Regions from separate parts of the Mus musculus genome. Here region 2 is linked to region 1. The links are chromatin contacts, called in public promoter capture Hi-C maps. All regions are on one chromosome and are shown on one strand. Each heading gives the region's core, a stretch centred on a gene start, on an enhancer-like site or on the middle of the called end of the contact. The rest is flanking DNA. Distances are from core to core; before and after follow the strand shown.

Region 1 (6,541 bases), core at 2,325-4,824:
AAGTAAGATCGTCAACTACTGGTAAGTGGTGGGAACTGCAAGGTCCTCTTAAAATGGACACAGAAGGATCTTAACTTAAAAGAGTTGGTAGCTTGACCACCACCTACACATTCATTTAGGCTGTTGACCAGTCTCTCTCTCTCTCTCTCTGTATGTATGTATGTATGAATGTATGTGTGTGTGGACAGCACATTACTTGGTGTAGGATAAAGACAGTTTTCTCATGTATGTATGTATGTATGTATGTATGAATGTATGTGTGTGTGGACAGCACATTACTTGGTGTAGGATAAAGACAGTTTTCTCATGTATGTATGTATGTATGTATGTATGTATGAATGTATGTATGTATGAATGTGTGTGTGTGTGGACAGCACATTATTTGGTGTAGGATAAAGACAGTTTTCTCATGTATGTATGTATGTATGTATGTATGTATGTATGTATGTGTGGACAGCACATTACTTGGTGTAGGATAAAGACAGTTTTCTCATGTATGTATGTATGTATGTATGTATGTATGTGTGTGTGGACAGCACATTACTTGGTGTAGGATAAAGACAGTTTTCTCATGTATGTATGTATTATGTGTGTGTGTGTGGACAGCACATTACTTGGTGTAGGATAAAGACAGTTTTCTCATGTATGTATGTATGTATGTATGTATGTATGTATGTGTGGACAGCACATTACTTGGTGTAGGATAAAGACAGTTTTCTCATGTATGTATGTATTATGTGTGTGTGTGTGGACAGCACATTACTTGGTGTAGGATAAAGACAGTTTTCTCATGTATGTATGTATGTATGTATGTATGTATGTGTGGACAGCACATTACTTGGTGTAGGATAAAGACAGTTTTCTCATGTATGTATGTATGTATGTATGTATGTATGTGTGTGTGTGGACAGCACATTACTTGGTGTAGGATAAAGACAGTTTTCTCATGTATGTATGTATGTATGTATGTATGAATGTATGTATGAATGTATGTATGTATGTATGTATGTATGTATGTGTGTGTACAGCACATTACTTGGTGTAGGATGAAGACAGTTTTCTCATCTTACCCAAAAGTCAGTTCTGATGATTTCTGGGCTGCACAGGAGCCTCAGACAGCTGTGTCTCCTCAAAAGAGAAAGCTGCCTTTGCAAATGGCTACCTTTGTCCTTAATCATAACTCTGATGGTTATCACTGTTGATGGCTTACCAAGGGCCAGGCCATGTGTCTACTGGGGTGCACAGGAAACGACAGATGGTTATTTGTTGAATGACTGAACAATGCCGAGTGCTTTTCAATTAACCTTCACATGCCATCACTTTGACATGGGCTTTAGAACTTCTGTTTTATAAAATTATAGTGAGAACTGGACATACTACCACCTCAGAATTTGTACTAAGTGCTTTATGTGTGTTGCTAGCCCATCAATCCATATAAAAGCTCTGTGAAATAGATGCTTATTAGCCACATAAACTAGACAGAATTTAAGTGAGTTACTTAAGAACAGGCTCTGGGCGATCAAGCTCTCCCCTCCCACCTCAGTACTGGGGATTTAGCCGAGGGTTTCAAGTCTACCTCTTCCCACTCCAACCCCGGGCCTTCCACTACAAGGCTAGAACTTTGGCCCCCTTTTCATTTTAAATTTTTATATTGAGACAGGGTTTTGCTAAATTAAGGAGGCTAGCCTTGAACTGGTTCTGTAACCCAGGCAGACCTTGAACTTGGAATCCTCCTACCCCAGCCTCCACATTAGCTGCCAGTCTGGCCCGGATTTAAACATGAGCGGGCAAAGCCAGTTAGTACCTGGAGAACAGACTAGCACCTACACTCTGGAGTTCAGGTTCTTCACATCCTAAGATCAAGTTCAAAATGGTAGGAGTGGAGATCTCTTCCCACGCTCCACTCACTCACTCCTTTTTCCCATCCCCACTTGTTCCTAAGATGAACAATCCTGCAGACGCGGCTGGAAGTTATATAAAGAAACCTCAGTGATCCACGGTATGGGTTTTTGGTGCACGGCTGGCTGGGTTAGCGCCTTTATTCCTTCGTCAAACACACATTAGGCACTCTTATGTGCACAGTACTGTTAGCACATTAGTGTGTACTCATTCGGAGGAGAGCAGCAATTCTGAGGCTTCCTGGAAACCTTTGGCTGAAGAGTGACGGTTTCCTTAGGAGGCCCGCTGGACTTCTTCCCTTGGAATTGTTCTATCTCTCAAGGTGGCTGGAACAGGAAGCTTCCTTCCCCGGGGGTTAAGTAAACTTGAGAACAAAGTGAAAAGCCTATCGCAAAACCGCCTAGGGAGACGCCACAGGAACTTAGGAGCGCTAGGGAGTCAGTCCCCCAGGCCATCTTGTGTATAAGCTGACTTCTTAGAGACAAGATAATAGAATTTATAGAGCTAGGAGTTCCTAGCCCTCCGGTCACAAAGATCCCAGGCTCCAGCCCTCAACCTTAGAAGGTTCTTGTGCAAAAAAGATCTTTTGGGATGATTGCATACATTGTCCTCTGACAATGCAAACGTGACAGCTGCCTATCCAACAACCGTTCCGCCTCTGTTCGCCAAAGTTCGTGCCACACAGGCTTCTCCTGCGCTATAGTTATGCAACCTCGCTCGCAGCGGGAGTTATTTCCTGTGCTGCTGGATGCGCCAGATTCATGTAACCCGCCTACCCCGGGCTTCAATGGAAGCCGTTCTCCATTAACAAGCACTCGTGCTTCCAGAGATGAATGCCCAGCATTGCATGCTGTTTGCGCAGTGAGGATCGCGCTGCGAGGTATTGAAACCAACTCTTTCTACACACACACACACACACACACACACACACACACACACACACACACACACACACACACATCACACGCACACAACTACCCTTGTGCAAGAAGCAAGGGAACTGCAGCAATGCAACTAGAGGGACAGCAGGAGGAGCTCGCTTTGCAGTCCTGGCCTGTAACCCCCACTAAGAGATGAACTCATGCCAGTTCCATTCTTTGCAAGAAAAACACAACACACGCGCGCGCGTGCACGCGCACTGAGCAGTACGGAGTGGCCTCCCGATTTCTTCCCCGAGCACACGGTGTGCTGCCCGCTTGTCCCGGCAACCCGGATATCCCAGGCCGAGTAACGGGGACTTGAGCGTCGCAACAATGCCAGTCCCGGAGCAGCTCGGCTCACAGCTCCCACCCCCGCCCCCTTTCCTCGGCGTGCCAAGAGTTTGGAGCGCGCGCACGCACACGCGCGCGATGCAGTGCAGCGACATATCCCTCCGCCACCCTCCTCGCCCCGCTCCCGCTGCCCGACGATTTGGGAAGCGAGGGGAGGAGGGAACTACTTTCCTGAAACTTGTTATGCTGCCCACGATCCAGAGCTGCAGTGATTCGACTGCGGGCCGCGGCTTTTAGGTTTCCCCCCGACCCCTCAGAGGCCCCGCGCCTCCGGCTTGCAGCCGCGCCCCACGTCCGCCCAGCCGCACCCGCGCGAGCCCCGGCGGCCCAGAAGTCGCGAGGGACTACTTCGCCTGCCTCTCCCGCGGGCGCCCCCGGTTCGAGCGGCGGAAGGAGCGGGCGGCGTGAGCGCTTCCGCCGCCCCCCTCGCGGCTCCCCTCTCGCGGGCGTGAGGAGCGGGCCGCCGAGCAGCGCTGATCTCGGCCCTCGTCGCCGCCGCTCGGCACTGTGCCCTCGGGCTCCGACGCTCGCCTCGCGCCCTGCCTGCGGCCCCTCAGCTGGAGCGCGTCCGAGGCAGCCCCTGAGGGCCGACCAGGCGCGCCGCGCGGGCAGCCGGCGGCCAGGCGGGAGATGGTGCGCGGCACCTCGGCGGGACCGCGCCGCCTCCCGCAGCCAGCGCTCGGCTGCCCCCCGCCGGCTCCCGCCGCCCGCCCGTCGCCGCGCCCCTGAGAGCAGCACCGCCTCAGCCACCGGCCGCGTCCCCCTCAGCGCCCGCAGTCGCCCGCGCCGTCTCGGCTTCGCACTCGACCTCGGCGCGGCAAACCGCTGGGGTCGCCACGGCCGCGCTTGCTGCCGCCGCCCCCCTGCGGGGGTGGCCGGGCTGCCCGGCTCGCGGGGCACCGCTCCGAGTGAGGCATCCACCATGGTGAGGCCCCCGAGCCGCTGCCCGCGCGCCCCGCCGGCCGTCGTCGCCCGCCGCCCCTCGGTGCCGCCGCTGCCGCTGCTTCCCTGCCTGCTGTTGCTCCTCCATCTCCTGATCGGATCACGGTGAGGGAAAGATGAGCGAGGAGACGGCGACTTCTGACAACGAGTAAGCGAGCCCTGGCCTGGTTGAGCCCGGGGGGCAGCCCCCTCCCCCCAGCCCGTCCCGCCCGGGAGGTGATAGATGCCCGATGTGTCGGGCCATTTTCTTTAATGGCAGCACCCCTTTTCATTCGTGCATTTTCGCCTCTCTGCTTGGGGAAGGGTATCGAGTGCAGTGCAGAGGCGGCGTAGCAGTCGGACGTCTCCGAGACAGAGTAATAATGTGGGTAGCTCAAAGTGGAGTAGAAACTACCCTTTGCCTGCCCTTCACTCCGGCGTCAAACCCGCCCCCCCTCCCCAAACACCTTGAACATCCAGCCACCCTGCCTCTACAGCTATTTCGCTCGGAAACTAATGTGTGGGAGCACCTCCAGCCGCAAACTGCTCTTGAATCCTAATTCGATGACTCAGTGACTCCTAAATACCGATTAAGCCTTCGCCCCCCGCCCCACTTTTTAAACTTATGACCTATACTATTCTAGTAAAAAGATAGGGTTAGGGAAACATTTTAAGAATTAAATAGGATTAAGGACACCTGGAGTGTGGGCGATGTTGAGCTATTGTGTTTTTTTATTATTATTTTTTTAACCTTCGAGAGTATTGAACCCGTCTTAATCAAGAACAGAGTAATTAAAAATTTTGAATGCTAGGGTTTGGCTTCCGTCTGTGATAAAGTACGGTTTACATTGCCGAACGCGTTGGTGACTTCATCAGAGCTTGATCCATAAGTTTTTGCTTTTTTGGACTGTCCTTAGGTTTTCCAAATGAATCACCGTGCCTTTTAAATATTTTGCTTTAATGTAGCAGCCTCTTGAAGGAATAATGGGGCTGTAAGAGTTTCCTGTTGAGAGTTAATTTGGGGCCGAATTTTGGTGTCTGTTTTTTCTGTAATTGAATTCAATTTTTGTTTGTATTTGGAGGGCTATGAAGAGTTAAATGAAGTCTAGTCCTTAGGATGCATTCCTTTAAATAAAGTGCATTCCTCAAGTCAGATCTTTTCGAGAAGGCTTTAAAGGCCCGTTTACCATAAAATAGCAGAAAAATGCCGAGCAACGCCCCCCCCCTTTGAAAAGCACGCATTGAGGAGCGGGTGTGGAAGGAGGTGGATTGCTGCAGTCAGTGCAGTCTAGAAGCAGAAGTGGCCGCCATGTTCTCTCTTTTTGTGAATCGCCCTCATTTGCATAGCACACTTCATTCATAAAAAAAATAATTAAACATCCATCACCTTGGACAACTTGAAAGGCTTTCCTAAGAAAACCACTCGAAGCTTGTTTGTCCTTGTGTAGATTTTTGGGTTCAGGAAGTGAGGAGAATTTGAAGTTTTAGATTAAAATTTGGAACATACGCGCACACACAAACAACTACCCCAGTTCTCAGAATGTTGACACAGTTATGTGGGAAATATCAGTTCGGGGAGGTGCTGGGATCACGTGATCGCCTCCATTCATAAAATACCTGGCTGTCCATTCACAGTGCAGTACACTGTCACTGCCTTCCGCAGACTAGATCTATTTTGAGCCAGATCAAGAACCCTGTCTCAATGCTGGGCTGAGAAAAACTGCGGAAATGCTGAAGGGAATGACGGGAACTTTTATTAGTATCTTGCAATAAAGCAGCTGGGATAAAAATCTTATGATCTATTTTAGAGATGGGGAAAGATGTCTTACCATTTTAATAGTTTAGAAAGTAGTATTGCCTTACTTCGGCCAAAGAACAAATGATGGGTGTAGATTAAAGCAAATGTAGAATATATTGTTTCAAAACAGGCCTTTTTTTTTTTTTTTTTTTTTGGTACTATAGTAAATTGAAAGTGCAAGTAAGTGTATGAAAGAGATCTCAGTGGATAGAACCGTTGTTGAACTAAAATGAAAAAATATTAATGATTGTTTTAATTCTCAAGATACTGATGCTTTCAAACAGCCCCCACCCCACCTCCAAATGTACTTATGGGCAACTGGGAAATTATTCATTCAGATTTTTAAAATTGTTTTCACAAAGATATACTGCCATATTAATACATTGTCCTGAGGAGCCTTGTAACTGTTAGTTTGGGTAGTAAAAGGGTGATCTATTTTAGCATGTATTGTCCTCTGAGAGCTTTTTCATGGGGCAAAAATGGGTGGTGGTGGTTAATGAACGTGAGGAAATGATTATGTTCATCTGCTAATAGTGGCTGCTAGACCTGACACTGTTTACTTGAACCTTGGCTCTGCCACAAAGTGGATTTCTTGGAATGTCCCGTTTAATCTGGTCATTGTAGAGCTCATCTTTAACATAGGAGGTGAAGT
Region 2 (5,923 bases), core at 2,657-5,156, 5.6 Mb after region 1:
AGACCAAGCATGCTCTCCCCCTGCTCTGACAGTGGGATCAAGCATGCTCTCCTGCCCTGGCAGCTATGATGCTAGTCCTTCATGTACAGTCAGCCAAGTGAACACTTTCTTTAAAGACTTGATCTTGCTTCTCTTATATTTGTGGCACTCAGTCATTCATAGTAGTGTTGGGAGTATCCTGGGAGTGGCCAGCTGCTTCTGGTAATGAGTGACATGATAAGATATACTCAAAGATGCAATAGTGGCAGTTTTATCTTGGGGCCAACCAACTGTTGTTTAATCAAACTTAAGAATTACTTAATAGGATGGAAAACAAGATTGGTCCTGTGAACCTAGCCCCCAACTACCAATGGCTGGTGAGGTCATGAACCCTAGAGAAAAACCTACTACTGACACTTTCCTGGAAGAGTAACACTCCTAACTCAATTCTAAATATTTACCTTTATATTCACAAATAAATATAACTCTCACCCCTCACCAAAGAAGCTTCCCTTTGCAGCAGGTGGAGACCATCACAGAAAGCCACCTAAGGCTCAGGACACATCATGGAAAAGGGGGTGAAAAGATTGTGAGTCAGAGGACTAGGATGTCTGCTGTGAGATAATGTCTTTCATATATGATAGGAGCTGCACCCATGCAATTTCAACAATACAGTTGGTTACCTAAACACGATGCAAACAATGACAACACCAGTTGACATCCCAATGTGGATGGAGGAAATCTCATAGATCTTAGCATAAATGAAGAACTGCAGGCAATTGAATGGCTGCTGAGAGAGGGGAAATCAGCTTTCTTCCGGGATGATAATGCTATATGTATATATAGTATCAATAATAAAGAGAAGAACTCATGAATTTGAGGGATATATTCAAGGAGTTGGATTGAGGAGAAGGTAGCATGGAAATGATGTCAATATAATACTAACGTACAAAAATCTCAAAAAGAAAATAATTTTTTTTTTAAGGAGAAGAAAAATAATACCAGCAAAAAGAAGTTGTTTGGTCTCTGCCTTAGTTAGGGTTTTACTTCTGTGAACAGACACCATGACCAAGGTAAGACCTATAAGGACAACATTTAATTGGGGCTGGCTTACAGGCTCAGAGGTTCAGTCCAGTATCATCAAGGCAAGAGCATGGCAGCATCCAGGCAGGCATGGAGCTGAAAGTTCTACATCTTCATCTGAAGGCACCTAACAGAATACTGACTTTCAGGCAGCTAGGGTGAGGGTCTTAAGCTCATACCCATAGTGGCACACCTACTCAAACAAGGTCACACCTCCTAATAGTGCCACTCTCTGGGCCAAGCATAGACAAACCATCACAGGCTCTTTGACTCCTTAGAACTTTCCTAAGTCAGGTTCGTGTCCCTGGCCACTATGACTCCAGCATTTGATGGAAGCCTTCTCCCAATTTCTCTTAAGTTAAGGTGTCTATAGCTGGCTTCTTGCTTGCAATCAGTGCTGATCGGGATAGGGCGCTTTGTATTTGAAGTACCTGTGTATACATTAGTGCTTTCTGACTGGAAAATCACTTGATCTCCTGTGATACAGATGAAGAAACTCTAACTGCGCTGTAGCTTGATACAATTTTGGCTATTTTACAAGCAGTTTGGCTGCGAGGAATGCAGCAATCTGGGAGAGATTGGAACTGCCTATTGAAGGCCACATATGAAAAGGTAATATACTCTCTGTATCTCTGCTCACTTCCCTTCTGGTTAGGAGACTTCCTGTTGGTCTGTCAGGAGGGACAGTGTGTGCTGCTTGCTCCAGAAATCCCCACCCCCCCCAACTTCCCAATGAGTCTCATAGTAGCTCGTGAGGATTGGTGTCTCTCTGGATGAGTGGCTATCACAAGTAGGAAGGTTTACTGGGGCAGAATAAACCACTTCTCTAGCTACACATTCACCCAAGGAAGCATTTGCTTCAGAGATGAGGGTGGGGCTTGTTTAATGGGCTCCAAGCAGGTGCATTTAAAGCAGCATGCCTGGAGAATCCCTCTGCCTTGCCCTTACTCCAGTGTCTTTGCTTTCTCCTTTTCCTTTCCACGCTCTATTGCTGCTCATTCCTGCTAGTGCCCTTCCTAGTATGGGTCTGCATGGCTTCCTGGGGGTCGCCAGTCTATATTTCCTTATGCCCGGATCTTCTTGGATAGGTATTTGTTCCTCACCATCATGCCCCCTCCCCCACTACACATCATGCCCCCTTCCCCCACCATGCTCCCCCCCAAGCTTTCTTGCCATCCTTTAATATTTCTCTTAGTTTCCCATCTCCCTGTCTGCACACTCACTACTCTGGAAACCTCATATGGATGGGAATCAAGTGTAGGTCCAGACAGTAGCAGCCACAGGGCTCACTTGACATTCAGCGGACAAGATGGAGAATAACCATCTGAGGAAAGAATGACTGGGCTGGCGAGATGGGTCAGCAGGTAAAGATGCCTGCCTGGTTCTAAGCCCGATGGTCTGGGATCCATCTGTTGGAGGACAGAATTGACTTTGGGAAGTTGACCTCTAACTTCCACCTGTGCCTCATGACACACATGTACACGTGCACACATGCACACTAAATAAGTAAATAAAATATTATAGAAAGAAAAAGGGGAATGCCAATGGAGTAACTTCTCAGTCTTAATGTCTGATGGGCAAGACACTGATGGAAAGAAGGGACTTCAGTGGGGTAATAGAACGATACATAGATGCCCCAGCGTGTGGGAACTATTCAGGACACGGCTTCCAACTCGATTCTCCAGCCATAGACCTCCAAACACCCTGCAAACAGACTGCCCTTGATTCATTCACAGGAACCAGGACTTCTTAATGAGGATGGAGAGGAAGGAGAGATGAAGAATAGTACGAATTGCTTTGGAAATATGTGTGTAGAGTTTTGCTTTTGTCAAAACTTTGGGCTACAATTGTTGGCACTTAGAGGGTGGAAATCAGGGTTATGTTCAGTACTATACAACAATTAACTGTCCTGAGGCCTGAACATTTTTTTCTGGTGCCCCGCCCCTTGCCTCAACTCTCAAGTATGTGAAACATTTTATTGATAAAATAAATTCAGTTTTAGTTTAGAGTATGGCAGACATTAAGGATTATTTTTACATAGTCTTAATACGCTGTTTCCAGCAATAGCTTTATCAGTAAATACAGATCACATTTGGTTTTGTTTCCAAGTTCTTTACCAGACTTACCTGTTGCTGCACAAAGTCACGGAAAATTACTAGGGAGGCAGTGTTGCAGGTGCAGGTGCCAGCAAGTGCCACCAGGCTTACCATCAAACCCGTAGTCCCTGTTTGCGACCAAGCAATTTTTCTATAGATCCTTCAGAGTGAAGACAGTTTGAAAGAAGTGACTCAAAAACTATTAAAATGCATATAATCAAACAAGTGCGAAAGAAACTTAGTTATGCTTAAAAAAAAAGTTGGTGGCATTTGCGTGTTCTTTGAGGTTTTTTTTTTTTTTTTTTTTTTTTAAGTTGAGGCCTTAGCAACTTTTAGGAACTGTATTTGTTTTAACACATGAAGCCGCGGTCTCTGGCTTGTGCCTTCAAACAGTCAGTCCTTAGAAGGGGCAGAACAGTGACTTGTCAGGCACCAAAAGAACAACTCCTAGGAGCCAGCAGGTTCCAGGGGAAGGTGCCGCGCGGTTCTGAGTAGAGGTGGCCTTGTCTGCACCCCAGGCGTAAGAAAAGCGTCTAGGCTGCGTGGGGACAGTCGCAGGACATGGGGAGCAAGGATCACCCATACCACCCATGCCTCCGGTGTCCGTGCCTGCTCCAAGGTGCGCATTCCCCTCCGGGTTTGTTGTTGGGTAGCGCCCTGGCGGCCTTTCCTCCTCCGGAGGTTGGGGGTGTGGGGGTGGTGGCTGTCCCCGCCCCTGGCCTTTGCCTCCCCGCCCCGGCGGCCAGGCGGGGCTATGCGAGGCCAGCGCTCCAGCGCCACAGTAGTTTCTGCTGCGCCAGCGCTGGGGCCCACGGTGTCGCTCAGCCCGGTAAGACGCACCCCACGACGCTGTTACCCTCCTATAGCCGCTCGCTGTCGCCCACCTCGGTTCTGTCTCCGCGCTCCCGGCCGCCCTTCTTCTTTTCCAACCCCTGACAGACTCCCCTTTGGTCTGGGACTCGGTGGACTTCAATGCTTTCTCCTTAGTGGCCCAGCCTCAGCGATGCAGAGAGGATGGCCCTGGCACCCTCTCCACCCACACAGCTTGGACGTGTGGTCTCGGTGCGTGGGAATTTCAGAAACGTTAGTTCCACTTGTTGTCTGTCACTCAGCACCTTGCCCTGCCTGCCGGGTGGGTTGAGACTGGCATTGATCTGGGGAGGTACCCAGGGCGCTGGGGGTGGGAGGTGGTCAGCGGAGAAGCACAGGCCAGGCTGATTGGCAATTAGTACAAGGGAGAAAAGGCTCTTTGGTGAAACTTTTCACCTTACTTTTACTTACTTCTCCGAGAGCCACCCCAGCTTCTAGGGCTCACAGACTGAAGCTGAGTCAGAGAGTTTGCACAGGCTGTAAACCTCTCCTCTGTAAACACAGCTTTCTGATCCTTTTTTTTTTTTTTTAAAACCTGCAGCTACCTCTGACAGTTCTGAGTTTGGGGGAAAACTAAGGACTCTTTCTTAGAAGATTTCCCTTTTTGCTTTAAACTTTATTATTTTATTTCATGTGTATAGTTAGTTCGTTTGCATGTATGCCTAATGCCCTGGAACTGGGGTTATAAGCTTTCATCTGGGTGCTGGGAACTGAACTCAATTCCTCTGGAAGTAAGCCCTCCGTAAGAGCTCTTAACCACTGAGCCATCTATCTCTCAAGAGACTTTTAAAAACATAAAATTTAAGGCAGGCTATGATGAAAGAAAACAGCCACTAAAGTATTTAAAAGAATGCCATATAAATTTAAAAAGCAAATAACTATTATAATTTTGAATAGCTCAGAATATAGAATTCAAGATATAGGCACTACCTGTAAACACATTTCTAAAACATCATAAATACTGCTAATATTGCTGTGGCCAGCTGCCTACACAGTCCTTGAAGAGAATGTTAAATTTCAAGTAGACATCAGTGGAAGGTGAAGATTTTTTTTTTCTTTCATTCAGATGAATGGACCTCAATTTAGATAGATACCCTGTTAGCAGAAAGGGTGTTGATTACTTGTTAGGCAACTTAGCTTCTTGGGTTTAACACTTTCTTGAACTACCACTATGTCCTCTATCCCCAGCTTCTTTGGGCATCTGCTTTTCCTAAGGAAGAGAATGAGAAAAGCCCGGCACTCCTCCCCCAAGCCTAATGCCTTCTCACAGGTGAAAAGCATCCCTACTGAACTTGATGCAGAGGGATGCGGTAGGTAAAACGCCCCCCCCCCCCAACCTTGTCTGATACTGGCCTTTACATCCCTAAATCTGGTACATAAAAGGTCTGCTGGATGACATGGAGGTGGTTGCTTGTGAAGGCATCTAGGAGACAGCTGGAAGCTTGGGAAATGGCTGTTTAAAACTAATTGCTTCTTTTGAATCCATCAGAGCAAATCCATAAATCCAACTTGGGGATGTGAATACTGGGGAGGGCCCTTGGGTCTGTTGTGGGTCTGGTGCCTCGCCATAGAAGACAAACTGTCTTGATAGGAAAGTAGGATTCCAGAGGTTTCTTTTGCCCATGCGTAGGCTTGTTAATAAGATGTGTTGTAATGTAGGAAATGTCTTGTAAAGAATGGAGACAGAACCCATGAGGAAGCATTCCTAGATGCACATCTCCCTCCCTCTCTCTCTCTTTTTCTCTCCCCCTCTCTCTCTCCTTCTCTTTCTCTTTCTCCCTCCCCTCCCTGCATCCCTCACTGTCACAAATACTTTGACTCTAGAGAATTGGTAAATAGGAGAACAGTGGGTAATTTACTAAAAGCTGCCCAGACTAGGGCTAAAGCCAACTAAG

Evidence for each region. Promoter capture Hi-C pulls out the DNA fragments that hold promoters and counts their contacts.
Region 2: a contact with region 1 is called in a promoter capture Hi-C map of liver, with 5 times the contacts expected there. The contact joins the promoter of Sqor here to the promoter of Spred1 in region 1. A contact is called at or near these places in 1 of 39 promoter capture datasets (liver), 1 of 484 Hi-C or Micro-C datasets (liver) and 1 of 9 other capture datasets (pancreatic islet).

Annotation. Positions count from the first base shown.
Region 1 is chr2:117,117,497-117,124,037 of GRCm38.p6, forward strand. Spred1 (sprouty protein with EVH-1 domain 1, related sequence) reads left to right here and starts at 3,575. Exons shown (of 7, transcript NM_033524.3): 1 at 3,575-4,260. The coding sequence starts at 4,229.
Region 2 is chr2:122,761,453-122,767,375 of GRCm38.p6, forward strand. Sqor (sulfide quinone oxidoreductase) reads left to right here and starts at 3,907. Exons shown (of 10, transcript NM_001162503.1): 1 at 3,907-3,987.